Linked DNA regions of Mus musculus: regions 2, 3 and 4 are each linked to region 1. Evidence: chromatin contacts called from public promoter capture Hi-C data. All regions are on one chromosome and are shown on one strand. The core of a region is the stretch at or near the end of the contact, and the rest is flanking DNA. Distances in the headings are between cores, read along the strand shown.

The links. Promoter capture Hi-C pulls out the DNA fragments that hold promoters and counts their contacts.
Region 2: a contact with region 1 is called in a promoter capture Hi-C map of liver, with 3 times the contacts expected there. The contact joins the promoter of Golt1a here to the promoter of Kdm5b in region 1. A contact is called at or near these places in 2 of 39 promoter capture datasets (the C10 cell line and liver).
Region 3: a contact with region 1 is called in a promoter capture Hi-C map of neural stem cells. The contact joins the promoter of Nav1 here to the promoter of Kdm5b in region 1. A contact is called at or near these places in 2 of 39 promoter capture datasets (cranial neural crest and neural stem cells).
Region 4: a promoter capture Hi-C map of liver shows a contact between it and region 1, with 2.1 times the contacts expected there. The contact joins the promoter of Sox13 here to the promoter of Kdm5b in region 1.

Annotation. Positions count from the first base shown.
Region 1 is chr1:134,556,832-134,561,833 of GRCm38.p6, reverse strand. Kdm5b (lysine (K)-specific demethylase 5B) reads right to left here and starts at 1,656. Exons shown (of 27, transcript NM_152895.2): 1 at 1,292-1,656. The coding sequence starts at 1,495. It also overlaps a transcript of Mgat4e not described here.
Region 2 is chr1:133,307,588-133,312,733 of GRCm38.p6, reverse strand. Golt1a (golgi transport 1A) reads right to left here and starts at 2,911. Exons shown (of 5, transcript NM_026680.4): 1 at 2,823-2,911. The coding sequence starts at 2,847.
Region 3 is chr1:135,583,834-135,589,356 of GRCm38.p6, reverse strand. It overlaps Nav1 (neuron navigator 1), which reads left to right and starts at 4,002. Exons shown (of 30, transcript NM_173437.2): 1 at 4,002-4,802. The coding sequence starts at 4,037.
Region 4 is chr1:133,422,622-133,428,223 of GRCm38.p6, reverse strand. Sox13 (SRY (sex determining region Y)-box 13) reads left to right here and starts at 4,012. Exons shown (of 14, transcript NM_011439.2): 1 at 4,012-4,348.

The sequences.
Region 1 (5,002 bases), core at 407-2,906:
AAAGGCGTGGGGGGGGGTCTTTTTCACTTGAGAGCAGGGAAAGATAGAAAATTCTTAAACGGTAGGCAAGGCAGTTAAACCTTTCCAACCGACCCGGCCGGTCCAACGGTCGTTTAGGCCAACTCAGACTCAGGTCATCCCAAAAGGTAGGCGAAAAACCTGGGGTGTCGCAGCGCATCCAGTTCCGGCTGCGGGGGGAGGGGGTACGGGGAGGGGGACGGGGACGGGGAAGGAGTGGGCCGGGCTCTCCGCGGACGTTGCAGCCGTTAGGGCCGTCTTGGGGACACCCCACCCCTCAGAGCCCCCCAAGCTCGAGGCGCTAGAGCCCCCGCCGGGAAGGCCGAGTAGGGAAAGCTAGGGACCAGGATGAAATCTCCAAGAGCTCGTCTGACATCTCCCCTACAAGCACAGCCTCTCCACCTCAGCCCCAGCCAGGCCTCCCCCCCCCCCCCGCGCCGGGAGCAAAGCAGTCCGGCCCCAAGTCCGTGTGGGAGCGTCCGCCAGGACCTGCGAGCATCAGGGCCCCCGCCGCTTGGCCTGCCCCCACCATCCTCAAAGTGTCGTCCCCCCACCCCGACCCTTGCACCCCCACCACCACTCAACCAGCCGCTCCAGACCGGCCCAGCGGCTCCTCCCCTCCCCCAGTAGCGCCGGCCGCCCCCTGGCCCAGCTCGCCCTGGGGACTCCCAGAGGCCGAGGGACCAGGTGGTGGTGGGGGACCCGGGTCCGGAGGGTGGGGCGCTCAGGTGAGGGCAGCTTCGGGCCGACGCCGCCACCACACAAAGGACCAGGGGCTCCCGCCGCCATATTGAAAACTTTCCTCCTCACACGACAACTCGCAAGTCCCCCACCCCCACCCATCACACACCCCCGCACCCCGAGAAGGAGGCGAGGACCAGCCACGGAGCCGTGCGGGCCCAGAGCCCTGCCTCCGCGCCCGCGTCTCAGCCGGGCTCGGGAGGACTCCCCAGCGACCACCCCGGCGGCTGCCAACCACTCCAGCCCGCACCGCTGCCGGGCGGTGCAGCGCACCAGCCCCCGGAGCCGCACCGACCTAGCCCCCTCCGGCCGCCCCGCCGGAGCCCGCGGTCCTCACGGCCCACATCCCACCCGGGACGGGGGCCCCCGCGCCTTCCTCCCACCGCCGCATCTCCGACCCTCGGAGCCACCCCAAACTTGACCGGGCCCGCGGGACGACCGCTCCCCGCCCCCGCGCCTCCGGCCTCCCGGGCCGCGCGTCCTCGCTCCCTCCCCCAGCCGCGAGCAGGATCCGGGGTGCTGGCTGACTCACCGGCGGCGGCCGCACCTTACAGATCCCAGTCTGCTCGGCTATGGGCCGGATCTTGTGGATGAAAGCGAAGGGGTCCGCGAACTCTTCCCAGCTCGGCTCGAAGACCGGACACTCGGGGGGAGGCAGGAACTCTCCCAGCGGGCCCGGGCCCCCGAGGGGCAGCGCCGGGCGCGGGCCTGGGGGCAGCGTGGTGGCCGGCTCCATCACCGCGACCTGGGCAGGGGCGAGCACAGGGCAGGCTCCGCAACCGCGGCAGCGAGCTCCGCTCCGTCCGAAACCCGTGCAGACGCACAGCTCGGGCGACAGGTCCGACTTCTACTAGCAACGGCAACACCTAGGGCTTTTTCAGCCTTCCTCCGACGACGTCTTGCCGCTACCCCACGCAGTGCTCCTCCGCCGCCACGGCGAGGAAAAAAGTCCCTGCTGCCACCCCGAGCCAGGTCTCGCCCCGCCCCCTAGCCGGGAGGGGCAGGGGCCTTCCGCCTGGGATGTTTATCCTTAATGCTTCAGTTAACCTCTGAAGTTTCAGAATTCTTCCTCTCAAGAAGTTAACAGTCTAGTAGGGAGAACAGAGTTACAATCCATCAATCACGTCATATATTTTGGCACGAAAGATTTGCTTAGTAAAACCCGAGAAGCAGAGTACTGAAATTGGAGGATTCTCCAGGTAGAGAAAACACCTTGAACACAAGGAGCAGCAAGGACAGACACATAGAGTAATGAGGAGAGCAATAACTCTTCGAGCACTTGCTTATCCTAGACACTGTGTAAAGTGCAAGTGCTTTTCGGGATTGTTTAGTCTGTGAGGGGATTAAGCATTTGACCAAATCCAACAGTTCAGTCTATTTACTGGAAAGTAGGGTTGTTGCACAGAAATCTACACATATACAAGGTTGGACTTGAGCAAAAGCATCTTGAAATAATCCAATCAAGGAATGATGGGGCCTAAATAAATTCAGCAGCGCTATAGGTTAAAGTGAAATTGTAGGAAATAAAAGTTAGACTAGGACGGGACCAGAAGAATAGCGTACTAAGGGTCTGACAGATGGCATCCCTGGGACAAGCATCCATGAGCATGTTCTAGGGAAGATGTATTCACCCCTGAACAGGCTGAGCCTGAGATGTCTCTGCTACAAAGATTTTCAACAGGCTAAAAGGTACAACAGGTCTGAAGGAAAGAAAGAGATCAGAGTGTTTCAGAGGAAGCAATGGAAGAGCTGAGAGGTTAAGTAACCATGAAATCCAAAGATGGGGGATGGCCCCAGAAAAAGTCAGGTCATAAGTAGAACTTGAACACAAACATAATTTCTTTTTTTTTTTTTTTGTTTTGTTTTTTCGAGACAGGGTTTCTCTGTATAGTCTTGGCTGTCCTGGAACTCACTTTGTAGACCAGGCTGGCCTCGAACTCAGAGATCCACCTGCCTCTGCCTCCCAAGTGCTGGGATTAAAGGCGTGTGCCACCACCGCCCGGCGATTTCTTTAATCTAGAAAGCAACCAAACTCGTGGAAAGACTGCCTGCCACTGTATAAGGAAGGATCAGTGGCTCCACAGCCCTCCCTTCAGAATAGACCATCACTCAGCCTCTGGGTTTAGATTTTAATAGGACTAATGTGACCTAGGCTGGCCTGGAACTCTCTACATAGCCAAAGATGACTCTGATCTCCTGATCATCCTCCTGCCTCTACCTCTTAAACGCTGGGATTACAGATATATCCTATCACACAGAGACCATGGTTCTTCAGCTTAAAAATGGAAAGAGTTAGAAGTTAGATGTGGTGGCGCACACCTTTAATCCTACACAAAGTTCCAGGCCAGCCAGACCTGCATAATGAGCTTCCGCATCAAAGACAGAGAGAGCCGGCTCAGCAGATTAAGGGCATTTGCTTCCGCCTTAGAGGATGTAAACTTAGTTTCCAGATCAATGCCCATCAGCTCCCAACTGCCTCTTCACCCCCAGCCTCAGAGGCTCTGATGTCTCTCCTGGCCCCTACAAGCAACACACACATTTTTTTTATTTTTTTATTATTTTCCTCATTTACATTTCAAATGCTATCCCAAAAGTCCCCTATACCCTCCCCCGCCCTGCTCCCCTACCCACCCACTCCCACTTCTTGGCCCTGGCATTCCCCTGTACTGGGGCATATAAAGTTTGCAAGACCAAGGGGCCTCTTTTCCCAATGATGGCCAACTAGGTCATCTTCTGATATATATGCAGCTAGAGACATGAGCTCTGGGGGTACTGGTTAGTTCATATTGTTCCACCTATAGGGTTGCAGACCCCTTCAGCTCAACACACATTTAAAAAATTTTTTTAAATATAAAAAATACAAAACATTTTTCAGTGAAGGGGAGAAAAGCCCCAGTCTTTAATAAGCTCTATCGAAGTACCTGGCCTCTAAAACAGTTCAGCAATTCTTGAAGAAGGCAAAACTTTTCTTAGCTCTACAGGGATTTGGAGCCTGAATAAGACATATATTGTCTTAAATAATAATAAAATAAGACAATAATATTGTCTTAGACAATAATCTGTTCATTAAAAAAAAATCATTGTAAAATGAGGTGATACAGCAGGTTATAAAATCGTGGGAAACCTAGGGAAGAAGTATAGAATTTACCACATTTTTGAGTCAAGGTTTCACTATGTAGCTCTGACTAGCCTGAAACTCACATATTGGCTGGCTTCTAACTCGGAGGTGCTAGGATTAAAGACGTGTCACCTCACCCAGCTTGACATATTTTTAAACCTTGCTGATTTTTTTTTCCGTGATAATGTATTGAGGGGGAAAAATTGAAATGGGATTGCATACTTGTAGCCAAAGCTGGCCTGGAACTCACAATGAAGCCCAGGCTGACCTCATTCCCAAAGGCTAAGATTTCAGATGACCTGTCATATTGACTGAAAAAAAAAAAAATCCTTTATTTTCGCTCTTGGCCCTGACCCTGGATGTTATAAACGTTGTGTGTGTTTGGGGGTCTTCCTGGAGTTGACTTTCTGTCATGTTCTCTGCTTTGGGAAAGGACAGTACTTTCACCTTTGACGTTAGCATCCTACAAACCAAGTAGGTTATAATTTTCAGACCTCTGGACATGAATTGTGGGTATGTAACTGGAAGGTACGAACTTAGGAAGTCTCTCAGTTGACTATGACCTAGTCATCTTCTCTCCCAACTTTCAAGGTCTACTAGTGCTGCTTCCTCCATTTCTGGTAGTGATCCTAAATGATGAGATGCTACAGATCAACCCAGAGAGACGCTGAGGGAGTCGGCGGTTGCCAACCTAGTCAAGAGAACCTAGGGCCTGAGAGGGATCTCTACTTAAAGGCAACCGCTCCCCCGCCCCTCAGAAGACGCTTCCCCTTGCCCTTTATGATGTGTGTTTACATGGGCGGAGGGATCCCTCTCCAGCTGACAGCCACACCGCGGCCGGCTCTTCTTTTTTTAAAGAGCCTAGCCACAGGCGATGATTGGCCACGGCCCGAGCCGACTCAGCCTCCGGGGGCGGGGCCCGGCCCGCATTGTCTAGTGCAGGGCCGGCTGGACGCCCCAGAGGCCGGACCTGGGTAACCCGGGCCTGGAGGTGCCTGGTCTCAGGCTCCCAGAGGGCTGGGAGCGAGGGCTGGGCGGAGCCACAGTGCCAGGTTCTCGGGGAAAGAGGGGCTGCAGCCCCGGCGCCCGGAGTAAAACCGAGCCCGCTCAGAGTGCCACGTCTCC
Region 2 (5,146 bases), core at 1,662-4,161, 1.3 Mb after region 1:
GGGCAGCAGGCCACTGCCTGGTTGGAAGCTTTCCTCTTGGCTCTCAGGATGCTTTATGATTTTCTTCCTGCCAGCTAGCTGTAACCCTACCTCCACCCCTGACCGTCTACCTGTACTCCCCCACCCCACCCCACCGGCTAGCTGTACCTCTCCCCCCCCCCCGCCCCCACCAGCTACCTGTACCTCCCCCCGGAACTCCCACTCCCACCCCCACCGCTAGCTGTGCCTCCCACCCCCGCCCCCACCCCCACCGGCTAGCTGTACCCCCCCCGCCCCCCTTTACCAGCTCCTACTTTCTTCTGTGATTTGGTTCACTCAGGGCTTGGGCCCAGCTCCTGAATCTCCTCATTCTGTTTTCCCACCCCTTCCTGTGTTTTTAAATGCTTGCCTGTGTGCTGACAATGCCGACATTTATCTCTCGCGCCCAGGATGCCTGAGACCCCACTGCTTGCTTAACCGTCCGTCAGCTTGGTTTTCTCTCTGGCAGTCTGCACGCCACCTGGTCCCAAACAGTGATCAGCCTTCCTTTCTTTATCCCGTGCCTCCAGCATCTCCACTGCCACTGCCTGCCAAGTCCCTCGAGGCGCCCGCCACCCACCCTATCTAATCTGGTATCAGGCAGCTGCTTCCAGAAGCATCCAAAACCCTCCATGCTTCTTCCTTCTTGCCAAGTCACTTCTAGCTATCCTCATCTCTCCCCTCCTCCCTCCCCCACACAGTCTCCATTAGCTTCTAGTTTCCTGCTTGTCACCACTCCTATCCCCAGTCCTCCACATAGAGCTCTAGGACCGAAAGTGTACCAGCTGATCATATAGCATCCTTCTCACTGGAATGAAGCAGGGACCTTTTTCTATACATGCCTTACAGGGCATGTGTATGGGGTGGGGGGTCTCAGACATCTTCCACTTTCTCTCGAGCCCCGCCACTCCTCTTACACCACTGCCTTTGACTTCTTACGATGCCCACGCTTTCTTGCCCCAGGACCTTTGCATATGAGGTTTCCTAGGTGGAACAGTGTCCTTTAAATGCCAGCTCCTCAGGGGAGCCTGTCCCTGTGCTCTGACAACAATCTTGTCACTTCTCCCTCTCACAGGACCAAGCATCATAGGACTTGTCCCAGCCTCTAAGAGCGTATTATCACACTTGAAGGCTAATGAGCTTAATAGCATGTCAGCATGCCCCTGCCTCAGGGCTCTGCTGTTCTTCCTTCTTACCCCCTCAGTTGCAAGGTGGGAATGCAGGGGAAGCAGTTTGGGTGAGGTAAGTCAGGAGATATTTAGGTTGTCACAAGGTATGGGAGGGTCGACTGCTGTCACCTGCTGGGTGGCCAGAGGTACTGCTAAAATTTCACAGTGTCCAGGACAGTTCCCTTAACAGTAACATCTGCACCCAAAGGCTGCGTGAGCTGGGGAGGCTGAGAGCCTGTGCCCTGGGATCTAGGGACTCTTTTGGTTTTAAGCATCAGCTATCTACGTGTTGGTGACTTCCATGTTTCTCTTTCTGGACAAGTCCCTTGGAGTTCAGACCCTTACCCTCTAACTCCCTGCCTGAAGTCTATCCAGGATGTCTGAGACAAGGGCGCCCAGCCCCTTCAGACCTGGCTCCTGCTTCCCACTTCGGCTTCTTTTCTGGGACACTCCCCAGGCACCAGAGAAATATTCTTAACTTTTATCCTTCCATATCTCCACTCCAGAAAATTCCTCCACACAGGCCCACAGGACCACTTCCTATCTCTGTACGGCTCACATCCTGGCCCTGTCTTCTCTCGCCTTGGAAGGGTCTCTTCATTGCTGCTCCATCCTCTACAGTCTACTTTACCTCAGCAGCCAGAATGAGCTTTTCATATGCTCTAACCTTTGCTGTCTACACACTGGTCCAGCATGGGCTAATACAGTGGTCCAGCATAGGCTACCTTTCTGCCTATAATGTTTCAGCCACACCAGTCTCTTGGTTGGGGCTCGCACACCGCAGATGCAATGTCTCAGGACCTTTGTGCTGGCTGTTTCCTCTTCCTGGAACATTCTGCCTCCAGACGGCTGCATAGCCTACCTTCTCACTTCCTGTAGTGCTCTGCATTAATGGCCCTTTGCAACAAAGCCTTCCCTGGACAGAGGATATGAATACCCTCACACGCATTCACATCCTTCAAACTCCACGGCCCCTTTAAGAGTAAAGAGTTTTGTGTTAGGCTGGCTCTTGTTACTATGTGACCTGCTAGGCAGTCACTTCTTAAGGTAATGGCTGCCTTCCCTTGCTAGAAGGTAAGCAGAGGGCATGCCTGCCTTAGTCTTGATATTCCCGTCTGTACTGGCACAGTGCTTGGCACAAAGCAAATGTTACCATAGATTCACTGAGAGAAAGCAGGCTCAGAAGCTAAGCAGCTCAGCCAGTGAGACCTTAGCTCTCCCCTCCCTGTGGACAATCGGCTCCTCCCAGGCCACCTCCTACCTAATTCCCCTAAAGGAAAAGTAGGGATGTTTGGGGTGAGGATACAGACCCAGAGCCACAAAAGACCTTGAGGTTTTGGGGTGATGTCTGAATGGGCAGAGGCATCCAAGTTCTCAGAACTATAGGTGAGATGGGCTTCGGCCTGCTGTGAGTTTGCCTCGGGTGGCCCCACCCTCTACAAGGCAGAGGTCACACCTGCCCCGCCCCGCCCCTGCTGCTTCGAGGATGCCAACAGAGCAGCTTCCAACCGCTGGCTCCAGAGGTCACATCTGTAGGTCCCAGCAGAAGAACCAGGTTGGGAAGAGCGAGTGTTCACTCACCCTAGTGGGGACCCCTCCACAGCCCCACGGGCTCCCGCCAGCCAGGCCACTCACTCTGCCACTCGGTGATGGAGATCATGCTTCAGTCCACGGGGGGGCCTTCCTGGTCAGCTGGCTAGTGGAGAGCCCAGAGGACCGAGCCTGAGCATGTTCCAGGGTGGCTGACCCTTGGCAACAGGGACAGAGCCGCAGGTAAATCATTAACTCTCACCCTCCCACATTCCCCACACAAATGGCTACTTAAAGGTACAGACCTGTTCTGAAACTAACATTCACAAAGTTCTTGCTGGCCCACCTCCTCTGAACAACGTGGGAATGGAAAGGCAAGGGTCTGGGCACAGCTGGTTTTCTCGGAGAGGTGGAATGGCGCCCCGGCCCTTCGGATTTTATTTTTATTTTTTTTAAGACTATCTCTCCTGCCTAGACTGGAACTCACTATGAAGACCAGGCTGGCCTTGAACTCACAGAGATCCACTTGCCTTTGCCACCCCAGTGCTGAGATTCAAGTCATGTGTCACCACACCCAGCTTTAAAATGTGCTGGTTATTTATTTATTTATTTTGGTTTTTCGAGACAGGGTTTCTCTGTGTAGCCCTGGCTGTCCTGGAACTCACTCTGTAGACCAGGCTGGCCTTGAACTCAGAAATCCCACTGTCTCTGCCTCCCAAATGCTGGGATTAAAGGCGTGTGCCACCATGCCCGGCCTATATATTTATTTTGTTGTTTTGTGCTAGCACACGTGAGAGATACTAGGGGCACAGACTCATGAGTAAAACTTATATCAGACCTAAGGGGAGTCAGATTTATATAAACCAAGGGTGTAGGTGTCACGTGGAGTTAGGCAGCAGAGACTTCAAGTTCCTCCCTGTCCCTCATCTCACCCCGCCCCCGCAGTGCCCTGATGGGGTGGTGAGGTTGAGCAGGTGGAGAATTGTTCTCAGGAGAAGACGAGATAGATAGGGAACCTGTGTCGATCCACTGAGTAGCTAGATAGACATGGGCACATCATTCCGTGTTCTGCAAGCCTGGCGAAGAGGCAGATGGGGCCTCAGGGGCCAGCCCAGCACTGAGGACCACTTGCTGCTCCTGCAAGGGAACCCAAGAAAGGCAACCAGGAGTGGATCCCCTGATAGCATCAGACAAAGATAGAGAAACCAGGGTTTATATAAAACTTTAAGTTTAAAGGGTCAGGCCTGAAGGATAAAGGCGCTGTGAAAACTCACATAAAGCTGGAGGGAGGGATCCAACGCCACAGAATTGTCCTCTGACCTCTGCATACAACGGAACATCTTTAAAAATTAAGGGAAAATGTAAAGAGTGGAAAAATACGAAAGTTTTTAGTACTTTTTTTGAGATAAGGTCTCACTACATAGTCCTGGCTGTCCTGAGACTTGATATGTACATGAGGCCGACCTGGAACTCACAAAGATTTTTCTGAACTCTGCCTTCTGAGTGCTGGAATTACAGCATGTGCCACCATGCCTGGCTTATCATTATTCATTTTAATTATATGTATGCATGTGTGTGTGTGCACGTGCATGTGTGTGTGTGTGTGTGTGTGCAGGTACCTGTTGAACAGGAAGCTTTAGAGCTGAAGTTAGAGGTGTTGTGAGTTGTCTGACGTGGGTGCTGGAAACCAAATTCAGGTTGCGACCCTTTAATACAGCTGCTCATGTTGTGGTGAACCCCCAACCATAAAATTGTTTTGTTGGTACTTCATAACTGTTGGTTTGCTACTGTTAGGAATTGTAATGTAAATATGTGACATTCAGTATATCTGATGACCTGAGGGGGTCATGGCCCACAGGTTGATATCTGATATTTGGGATATCTGATGTATGACCCCTGAGGGGGTCATGGCCCACAGGTTGAGAGCCACTGGCTTGAGAACTCTCTTCAATGATTCTGGGGTGCTCTGCTCACCTTGGGCAGATGCTTTGCAACCAGTGTCTTTGTTTTTCAGCAACACAGTCTGACAACACTGAAAGAACTCTCGATTGCAGGAACTGTTATAAACTGCTATAATAATAATAATAATAATAATAATAATAATAATATGTGTTGCCAGTACACATATTATTTGATAATTTCGAGACTATGTCACAGTCCATTGAAGTTTCTTCACAATAATCTCACAGAGGTGCTTATGAAACTTATTCTAAAAAGCTTAAAACCCCACACAAACATTTTAGTAGTATGATGAATTGACATTGAATAAGCTTATATGAGAAGCGCTTTTTAGCTCAGGCATTGACACTCTAAAGAGCTTTGCCGAGGACCAAGGCAAGTCTTATTTTGGATGTTTGTGCTGCTCAGTGCAACAACGAAAAAGCTAGCCAGGGATTTGCTGTCCATGCTTGAACCAGCTAAAGGCTCTC
Region 3 (5,523 bases), core at 2,753-5,252, 1.0 Mb before region 1:
TTGATGGTACCAGGCCCTAGCTGGGGATGACAGGCTAGGCTTGCACACACAACACACATGGTTGGGTTTCTAGTCCTTGTTCTCCAGATCCTGACTCTGGGCACAGAAACGAGAGTGCTGCCTGTCCCCAAACTCTGTGTTGAGCTCTGTAGGGAGTAGGGTGTGGACTCCCCCACCCACCCCGCCATGCTCTCTCCCGAACATTCCTTCTTTCCAAGGTCACCTTTCAAGGTCACTGGGTCAGAAACAGCTCAGCTCTCATTTCTACCTTCTTCTCCCTTCCAGTGCCTTCTCTTCAGCTCTGCTAACACTATCCCAACAAGCAGAGCCCCAGACCACACACCACCCCTGTGTTGTGTTACATCCTTTTCAGTCACAGGAGTGTGACAATGTAAAGTCCCCACAGCGTGCCTTTCCTTGGCGCTGTGCCTACATCTTCCTTCCTTACACTGCTTCAAACTATCAGTCAATAAGACATGGTTGAATCGCACATCCTAATTCCAGTACCAAAATGGGCGTGTCAAGCTTGCTATAAGAGTGCTAGGGACTGAAGATATAAATGATTCCAAACCAGCCTCTTTCCCCACCTTCCCAGTAGGAACTGGCAGGAGCCAGCTCTCAGGTCACTGACATCATCAGCACCCTCTGTCTGCCCAGCTCACTCCCCCCCACCCAATCTTGCAGTCCTTTGAGGATCATTGGTCTCTATGCAACAAACCATTTGAGACCTGGCATTTTCACAGGGTGGCAAAGGAGGAAATGGCTGAGGCTGAGGGGCTCAGGGCTGATCTTGAAACAGTATGACATGGCAGAACCCTCTCTTTTTAGGAATCACTGGAGGAAATGCTCTGTACATCTCGGCTTTATCGACAGATGCCAGAATGGCTGTTGCCACGGCAGCAGAGCATCCTCCCTCCAGAAGAGGACGGTTGGGAAACACTGGGGATGTGAAAAGAATAGGAAAGAGTGAGACAGAGGTGTGCTAGGGAGCCTTGGAGTATTCCAAGATGCCAGGCTGGTGTGTAAGGGACCGCTACCTGGCCCCGGGAAGATTCTATAAAGACAGGAGGAAGACGGCTCTCAAGGATCCTGGCAGTGAGGCAATTTGTGACATTGTGCATAGACAGTATTTTACATCTCAGAAACCGACAGGTGACGTGCTGTGGGGGAGGGAGAGGGACCCCAGGCTTAGAAGGTAGAAAGGGGTGGGGCCTCTATTCTGGTGAGAACAGCTACCAACCTGATTTCAGTCCAAAGTCTTTCATCTGGTCTGTCCTCTTCTAAAGAGAAGCAGAATTTCAGGGGCTGTTTACTGGACGAAGGGGAGGGACTTGAGATTTGGGGAATACGGAATCCCGTGAGAGACAGGCTAGAGGAACAAAGAGGGTACAGAGAAGAGGAAGACCTGAGCTGACACAGTGAGGGAGTGAGACACCGTGGCGGAAGGAAGGTCAGGTCCCAGGGGCAGTGGGCATCCGGAGCAAAGGAAATGCGGATGGACAGAAGGACTCATGGAATTGGGCCTCACAAAGTGCTGAAGGCCTCCCTACAGATATGGCCATCAGAGGGGAAGGATCAGGTTCAGCCAGGGGTATTGGCTGCAGCAGTAGGCATGAGTGAATGGACATGGGGTTGTTTAGTCAGGATGTTAACTAGAGGAGAAGAATCTATATGCTGGGGGCGGGGTGGGGGACGGGGGACTATCAATAACAACCAAGAACTTGGTCAATCCACCCACCTGCCCCCTTTGATTTTCAAATTGCATTTTTTAGAGACAGCAGCATCCCCGTGTGATGGAGTCAGGGAAATATTATGTAAATTACAGAATGGCGGATAAATAAGAATGAGAACTTTTAAAATGATTTTTTTCCCCACAATCCTAGCACTCAGGGGGCTGAAGCAGGAGGATTCCCAAGGCCCAGTGGTTTGTGACACTATTACAAGTCATCTGTGGGATCAGAGACATTCCAGCTCTTACTTGAACTAGGAGCTTATGTTCAGGCACAAGCATGAGTGCTTGTGTGTCCTGTGACAGCTCATAGTCTAGCTGGAGAGTCCCCAACAGTCCTCTGACAAGCTTCAAATCTCTGTGTCCTATATGGACTTGCAGGCTTGGCTCCACCTCTGAGTTTCCCAAGATCTGGACTTAGGGCCTTTGAGGGCACTCTGCCTGGTGAATCTCAACACCCAGACCTCTGCCTGCACTGTGAGGCAGCACCTCTTGCCACTGCTGTAACTAGAACACAACATATCCATGCCTGTCTTCCTGAGATAAGTGTGTGACATTGCATTTTTCACAAGGACAAAGTTATCTCCCTGAGTCTTGGGTTGTCTGCCTTGTATCCCTGTCAGGCATTAAGTTCTTTAAGGGTAGACTCTCTCCATCTTTCTCTGGATCTCCAAGGTCAGCTAAAAGTTCACAGTTCACCTCTCTGCCCAATAACCCCATTTCTAGCACTGTACTAGATACAGCCTCTCTGCTACAGTCCCTGTCCTAGAAAGGTTCATAGAATCTCAATCCAGCCCTGGGGTCATCATGGAAGTTAAAGTACCCAGGGCTCTGGTCAGTACCCTTGGCTCTGGCCAGCACCCAGTGTCCAGCCATCTGGCCTCAGAGCCTGAGTCATTAATACCTACTCTGGGCTAGCATGGTACTTGGAGAGCTCCTATGCTGATAGAACAAACATATCCAGGATCTCTTCAGTTGGTTCTGCAGCTGGGCAGTGGTGGCGCACGCTTTTAATCCCAGCACTCGGGAGGCAGAGTCAGGCAGATTTCTGAGTTCGAGGCCAGCCTGGTCTACAGAGTGAGTTCCAGGACAGCCAGGGCTACACAGAGAAATCCCGCCTCCAAAAACAAAAAACAAAACAAAACAAAAAATGCTCTGCCAAGGGACCTATGCTAACTCTCCTGTGTCCTTAGTGTCCCAAAGCCCCTTTTCCTAGGAAGCTAGGATTAAAACCATTGTAAGAGCAACAGAGGTTCAATGACTTTGACAAGGTCATGTGATCAAGTGGAATGGTGACTCGGACTCCTGCACCCAACAGTTAGCCGCTTCAACCCCTCAGGTCCCTGTCCCTGTCAACCCTAGGCACTGTCTAAAGCAGCCTGTTCTGTCCTGTGTCCCTTACCTTCTGGGTTTAGGAGGGCAAAATACACCATAGAGACTAAAGGTAACTAAAGGTAAAGAATTTCTGAGGGAAACCAAAGGTAACGGTTTGTGAGAGCTTCCCTCAGGCTCTGCCAGTTTCTACCCAAGACCTACAGGGCCACTCTTTCTCCTGGGTCAAAGACACCCTTTCCCAGGACCTTTACCTGTACCCCTAAGTCTCCCTTCCTCCACTCATGCTTTTTTCCAGATGCAGCAGGGAACCTTCTACCCCATCTCTCTGTAGAAAGCAAGGAGAAAAACTGGTGGGATCCTCTCTGTGCCCCCGGGGCTCAGCTCACAGACACCTCCCCCTCCCGAGCCAGAAATAGACACACTCTCTCCCCTACCTCCCTCCCCTTGCGCACACTCCACCCCTCCTCCTGTTTGCTCCCCGCCTTCCCCCTCCCCTCTTTCTCGCTGGGAGCTGCAGCCCGCAGCCTCTCCACGAGCTGGAAGGAGGAGTAGAGAGAGGGCGCTGCCCCGGAGTGTGCAGCCCGCAGCACGGATCGGCTAGCCGGGGGACAGAGACAAGATCCCAGCATCACAACACGACCTGGCTTCGATGGAGCCGCTGGTCTTCTATCGTTCCTTTGACTGATTTAAATTTTTTAATTTATATTCTCCCCGCCCCGCCCCTTTTCCTTCGACCCCGCCCCATCAACCCGCTATTTCCTTGCCTTTTCCTCTTCCCCGGCTTCCTTCTCCGCATTTCTTTCCCTTTCGCCCTCCGCTCGCCCCCTTGCTCCCTCCCCTTCCTCTCCCCTTCCTCCGCGGTTTCTTCCGTCCTCCCCCCCATTCCGCCCCCTCCTCTCCCGGCACTACCGCCCCCTCCCCCGCCCCGTGCCTGCAGACGCGCGGATCGTCCATGCGCTCCTCGCAGGCAGAATGCTGGGCAGCAGCGTCAAGAGCGTGCAGCCCGAGGTGGAGCTGAGCGGCGGCAGCGGCAGCGGCGGCGACGAGGGCGCGGACGAGTCTCGGGGAGCCAGCAGAAAGGCAGCCGCGGCGGACGGCAGAGGCATGCTGCCCAAGCGCGCCAAGGCGGCAGGAGGCAGTGGCAGTATGGCCAAGGCCAGTGCAGCGGAGCTGAAGGTCTTCAAGTCCGGCAGCGTGGACAGTCGTGTCCCCGGCGGGCTGCCTACCTCCAACCTGCGCAAACAGAAGTCGCTCACCAACCTCTCGTTTCTCACGGACTCCGAGAAAAAGCTGCAGCTGTATGAGCCTGAGTGGAGTGATGATATGGCCAAAGCACCCAAGGGTTTGGGCAAACTGGGGCCCAAGGGCCGCGAGACTCCTCTGATGTCCAAGACGCTGTCCAAGTCTGAGCATTCGCTCTTCCAACCCAAAGGTGGCTCAACCGGCGGCGCCAAGACCCCACTGGCTCCGCTAGCGCCCAGCCTAGGCAAACCTAGCCGGATTCCTCGGGGACCCTATGCGGAGGTCAAGCCTCTCAGCAAGGCGCCTGAGGCAGCGGTAAGCGATGATGGCAAATCGGATGACGAACTGCTTTCCAGCAAGGCTAAAGCGCAAAAGGGCTCAGGGACTGTGCCCTCTGCCAAGGGCCAGGAGGAGCGGGCCTTCCTCAAGGTGGACCCCGAGCTTGTGGTTACCGTGCTGGGCGACCTAGAACAGCTACTCTTCAGCCAGATGCTAGGTAAGACTTGCTGCCCCGCCCCACCCCGCCCCTGGTTTTCTCCTGGCCAGCTGCAGGAAGAGGTTTGCTTTCCCCCTTTCTCCCTTCTATACCGATCACTGGCCAGGTTAGGAGGGGTATTACTGCCCAGATGTGCAGAGCTGGCCTACCTCCAGCTGTGTCTGGCTAACGTGTGTCTTAAAGATGTCGCTGATGGGAGCCTGGGCTCTGCTGTGGCTTGTTGGAAGTGAGGGTGGACAATGGAGACGGGGGACTTGGGGGGCTCAGAAATCATTAGCTCCCTTGAATTTTAAGGTCCAGAGTCCTAATATGGCAAACCACAGTGAGGTTGGTAGAAACACCAGCTGAGGAGTAGTCTGCGCTGAATAACACAGCATCCAGCATTGCTAGGGAAGCCTAGGGTAGGAGATCTAGAGCAAAGATGTGGGGAAAGCAGATGTGAGGGCTAGTTGGTCCTTGGAGCAGGGCTGAGGCTCCACTTCCTCTGTGAATCCCGGGTGGGAGCTTGAGTCGGATTTCCCCGGGTGTGGGGGACCTGGCAGCAAGAAGTGTCTGGGGCCAGGGAGGCGGGCGGGCAGCCAGCTGTGCGCATCTGGATACACGTCCGTTCCCCCAGCCCCAAGCAGTCACCCCATCCCCCTAAATGTTTTAGGGAAAGGTCTGGGATTTTGCAAGGAGACTCCCGAGAAGCCTTTGCCCTTTGGCTAATGAAAGCCAAGCT
Region 4 (5,602 bases), core at 2,763-5,262, 1.1 Mb after region 1:
AAAATGAAGGGTTCATTTTTCTTTGCCTGCTTGCACTTACTGCCAGCACATCTGTTGGAACCTACTTCTTCAGGATTCCAGCTTTTACAGAAGACCAGCTGAAACACGTAGACTTGTGGGACTGAGCAAGTACTAGATTCTTGGACTTCCCATTCACAGCTGACCATTGTTGTGTTAGTTGGACTGAAGCCTGTAAGTCATTCCAATAATTTCCTTTAATATATAGAGGCATTCCATAACTTCTGTGATTCTAGATAACCCAAATATAATAGGTCTGTGGTGGTGGTAGAGTCAGTCTCTCTCTCTCTCTCTCTCTCTCTCTCTCTTCCCCGTGGTGTGTGTGTGTGTGTGTGTGTGTGTGTGTGTGTGTGTGTGTGAGAGAGAGAGAGAGAGAGAGAGAGAGAGAGAGATTGTCCTAGGAGGAGTTAGTAATCCTAGTTACTCTGATTATGAGGGAAAAGAGTCATGCATTCAAGGCCAGCCTGGGTAACTTAGTGTGACTTTGTCTCAAAATTAAAAACAAATACAAAAAAGGAATATAGTTAAGTAAGGGCAACTTTTGCTTGCCTAGCACACAAAAGCTTCTAAACCGTTTAATCACAGGTGGTGTGGAGAGGTTAGGTGAGTCATTGATACATTGTAATGTCGGGAATGAGTGAAAGGAACTTGTCCTAAGCACTGCCATTTTGTTTTTAGACTCCATTTTAATCATACAGTGAAACTAAGTTAAAGTTCCCAGGCCCTAGGAAAGCTGAGGACTTTCTAATAGCTGACCACTTTCCATTATTCATCTTTTACTCCCCCAAACATAATGACTGCTCCTAACTACAAAAGAACAAACAGACTTAATTGGTTGAACTGTAAAACCTACATTCTGCATTGGTTGACACAGACCAATCACATAAAGAAAACTCCATCCCTAAATCCTCATTGGTTGAAAAACGTAACTGTAACTCTGCTCAGATGTTTGTGGGTTTTCAGGCTTAAAAAGCTCTGAAGCATTGTGGCTCAGGGTCACAGTTCAGCTCCCCGAGTCAGTAGTGGCTTGATTTCAATTCATTTTTGTCACGTGGATTGACCTGGTGTTTGAGTTTGGACCCAATAACAGTACTCAACATTTTGAAAACAGATAAAATTTTGTCTTGGGGGGCTGGAGGTGTGGCTCAGTTGGTAGAGTGCTGCAATAGCATGCAGGAGGAACCTAGTTTCCATCCCCAGCCCCGCACAAACCTTCCCATGTTGTGATCCTCTTCTAATCTCAGCACTTGGGAGGCAGAAGCAGGAGTTCCAGAAATTCAAGTTCGGCCTATAGAGTTTGGGGATAACCTGGGCTATATGAGCCCTTGTCTCAAAATATTTTTTTTTCATCTTAGGATAGAAGGTAGACAGGCAGGAAAGTGGGGCATGGGAGAACACCTCAGAAGAACAGGCCCCTCGAGATGGTGCTTAGGGAAGACATAAACAAGGGAGGCTGAGAAAGAACATGCTGCAAGGCTGGAGAATATTCTGGAGTGTGGGGGTGCAGAATGAGTATTACAAGGTATGCATTTGATATTAGAGGTATACATTTGATGGTGTGGTCATAAGAAAGACCTAGCATCCTTCATTAGTTTCCTCCCTCCACTTACTGTCTCTAGCTGCCCACCCCCCACATCTAAAATGATGCCAAGGATACTGGTGCCACAAAGTCAGTAAGGTGGCACCAGACATTTTATGGGAAAACAGTGCCATGTCAGCAGCAGACACTTCATAGCTTAATTTGGTGGCAGTGACTGGGAGGGCTGTGTTAGAAATGAACTGCCAGGCGGTGAGTGATGGAGACAGGAGCATGCACTTCTAGGCTCCCTGTTGTTGTTTTTAGAGATGCCAAGGTTTTTATTTTGTCTTAACTTATTATGCTGTTATTATTGTTGATGATGATGATGACAGTGTCTCACTATGTAGATCAGGCTACTTCCAAACTCATAGAGATCTACCTGCCTCTGCTTCCTGAGGCTGGGGTTAAAGGAGAGTAACTGCACACCCAGTTCAAACTCCATTCTTGTCTGTCTCCATCTGCTGTAGCTAATGGCAGGGACAGGGAGGGGCCCACAGAGAAGTGCACCACTGAAGCTGACCAGGGGCCAGAGGGAAACCACAAGATATGGGTGCACAGACATGCTGTCTGGGAGGAGAGAAAGAAGGTGGCCCTTGGATAATTCTTTCCTGGCTTCTGAAATGATCCCACCCAGTCTCCCTAAAACCATACCCTCAACAGTTACCATTGGCCTTTCCCATCTGCTTTCCCACACTCTAGCCCTACCTTGGCTCAGGTCTTCATCCTTCCTTCTGAAGCTCCTCATTGGCCAACCTCTGTACCTCAGCTACACTGATTGCACCAGAGCCCTGCTTAGAACCCCTTTCTTTGTAAAGAGCTAACTGATAAACACGAATGTATTATGGGCCTCCTCTTTGCCAAGTCCCATCTAGACACATAGGATCTAACCATGAACAAGAGGCACATCCCTCCCTGTCCCAAAGAGTTTACCATCTCAATGTCACAGTGTAGACAGGCAAATGACCTGTGGGGTTCTCAGAGCCCATGGATGGAGCTCCTGGCCATGATTTGATCCTCAAAGATTGCCTGAGAAGCTGGTACCAGACAGAGACCCAAAAGACAGAAGACTATGGAAGAGTTGTCACCCAGGCAGGGAAGCAGGGACTGATGAAATGCATGCATCCTGTGGAAGCTTCCTGCTTGGCCACCACTCGAGAGGGAGAGGGTCATACAGTCCCACAATGGGCGTTCCTTCAACCAGCCCTGCTCCCACAGGTCTTCAAGACGTACTTCAAACTGTGGCCTTTCTAAGGAGACTCTGATCCAAGTCCCCATAGCTTAGCATCCTTGGTAGACCCTATGGCTCTAGCACTTTGTAGAATTAGAGTCTTCACAACATGGGAATCCAGAAAGGGCTGCCACTGTGTCATTCATCTTGGTGATCCCTGGCATCTGCTTGGGTCAGGTTTGGTGTAGACATTTAATAGATGGGCCGAATGAGGAGAAACCCTTCTTCAAACAAACCTTCCTCCTAAACGGGGCAGGAAGAAAGGAAGGACTTGTTGGAGAAATTCTAAAAAGGACAGGGCTAGGGAGTGGCTAGACATTAGGAAGCTGTCAGAGATCTGATCGCATCAAAGCAGGTCTCTCCTTGCCCTCAGGTTGGTTTCAAATTGAGATCCTCCTGCCTCAGCTTCCCAGGTATTATAGGCATGAGCCACTCCCAGCTCCAAGGGCAGTTCTCAAGGAGCATGCCTTTAATCCTAGCACCCTGGAGGCAGAGCCAAGCAGGTTTCTGTGAGTTCGAGGCCAGTCTGATTTACCAGTGAGAAAAATAAAGTTCAATCTCGGGTCTCTGGAGGAGGCTGTGAACTGGACTTGTTAAAAGGAATGAAAATTCCCCATAGTAACTCTCAAACCTGGGTCGAGGGGACTAGGCAGAATTCACCTTCCTCCCCCTATTTTCTCTATCCAGTGGGTCACTACATCTCCACAGGTCTCACTCTGGAGAACCTCTGCTGTCCCCTTCCCAGCACAGGTCTCCAGCTGTTGAGGCCTGGCTGGACCAGCTGCTGGGAGGAGGAGGAGGAGGAGGAGGAGGAGGAGGAGGAGGAGGAGGAGGAGGAGGAGGAGGAGGAGGAGGAGGAGGAGGAGGAAGCTCTGTCCCTCCCTCCTCCATCTCCACACCCTCCCTCCTCCCCCGCCCGCTCGCGCCCTCCCTCCCTCCCTCCCTCTTTCTCCTCGGAGGCTGTCGGAGTGGCTTTCGCAGAAGCGAGCGGCGAGCGCCCTGCTCCAGTCCCGCCTGGGAACTGAAGTGTACGAGCGCGGCTCCTGGAAGCCGAGCTCCGGAGCGGCCGGCGGAGGTCGAAGGCCGAGGCGGCGCGCTCAGCTTCGGAGGCCCTGGCTTTGGACCCAGCGGGCTCGGAGCTGCGCGGAGGAGCAGAGCGCACTGCCCGCCGGCCTGGCGGGCGCAGCGGCCGCGAGTCCGGGAGCCGGACTGCGGAAGGGAACACGGCGGCGGCCAGCCGGGGGCAGAGGGCAGAGTGCCGAGCGGCCTGGCTCGGAGGAGGGCGCCGCCCGACCCGTCCTCAGCTCGGCGACCGTGGCCAGCGGAGCCCGGCGGGCCGCGGGTCCTGAGCGCTTCCAGCCCACGGCGGGGGGCGTGCCTCCGCCCGGCCGCGCCGCCCCGGCCCGCTGCCCGCCGCGTTGCCGGGGCATGTGAGCGGGAAGGCCAGGCTGCTGGCTGCCGGGACGCACTGAGCAGAAGCCGGAGCGCGGAGTTGCGACCCCGGGCCCGCGCCCGACCGATTAGTAAGTGCGCCCCTTCGCGCCGCGCGCCCCATCACCCCAGCCTCGCGAAGTTTGACACGCGCGCCCCCGCGTTCCTAGGGACACGCTGGCTCTCTGCCGCGCGACTTTCCATCTTGGGCAAAGTTTTTGCCAGGCGGAGCCGATCCTACCAGACCCCTCACAACGCCGGCCGGTGGCGCCGCGCTGATCCCGCGTCCTTTTGGAGGGCAGTGGCTACAGGCCGTTGGGGGTGGCGTGCGCGCGCCACGCGAGCCGGGCTTCGGGGGTCCTCTACCCGCCCGCCCTTTGCGACCCGCCGGCCTTAGGTCTTTCGCCCCAGCCTGACCAACGCTCCCAGTTTAAGCACTCCCAGCCTGAGCTTAGATGTCCCCGTGCGAGCCCCACGTGGGGCTCGGGTACCCGCAACGCGGAGCTCCGGTCCCGGGGTGCATTGGGCAGCCGGGGTTCAGCGCGCGCCCTTCCCACGGCTCCGGTTCATTCCCCGCGGACCAGCCGGGCGCCGCCTCCCATTTTTTCAGCCCTTGCTGCTCTTCACTCCAGCCTGCCCCTTGCCACCCCTGCGTCCCACGGTGGAGTGTCGGAGAAGCGCCTTTCAGCCCCTTTCACTGTAGAAATAAATTGATCACAGGACTGATGGGATGGGGGTGGGGGGTGGTCGCGTAGTCCCAGCGGTTCGCCATTGTTTTCCCATCCCACGTTCGGTACGTAAACACACACTCACGCGAGTGTGTGTGTGTGTGCGTGCGTGTGTTTGCACGCGCCAGCTGCGGCTGCTCAGATTCCCCAGGAGCTCTAGGGTCGCCCGCGGGATCTCCCCGCAACCAACCTACATGTCCTGGCAGGAGGTGCCTCATTACTTGAAGCTGGGGGGGGAAAGGCACGGAGAGTGGGAGCTGTCCCAGAGTCCTTGGCGAGGCCGGGGGTCCGGCTTGGGCTGGACGTGAATTTTGAACTTCAGCCTTGGATCATTCCGGGAGGACCCCGGGCGCTTGAGCGGTGGCTCTAGCCTGGGAGGGTCCCCAGCAGCTGGCGCTCTTGGCAGCATCTCCGTGACAAGAGCTTAGAGGAAACTGAGGAGTTTTCCTGGGAAGTTTGCTTTAGCTCTGTGGGAATTTCCGGGCCCGGCGCCTTAGCGCTGGCGCTGGCAGAGGGGTCTGACCTAAGGCAGTCAGTCAGTGATGCTGCCACTCCGAGCAAGGTTCCCAGAGACCCTGTTTCCAACTTCTTGATGCGGTAGGAAGTCCCTCACTGTGT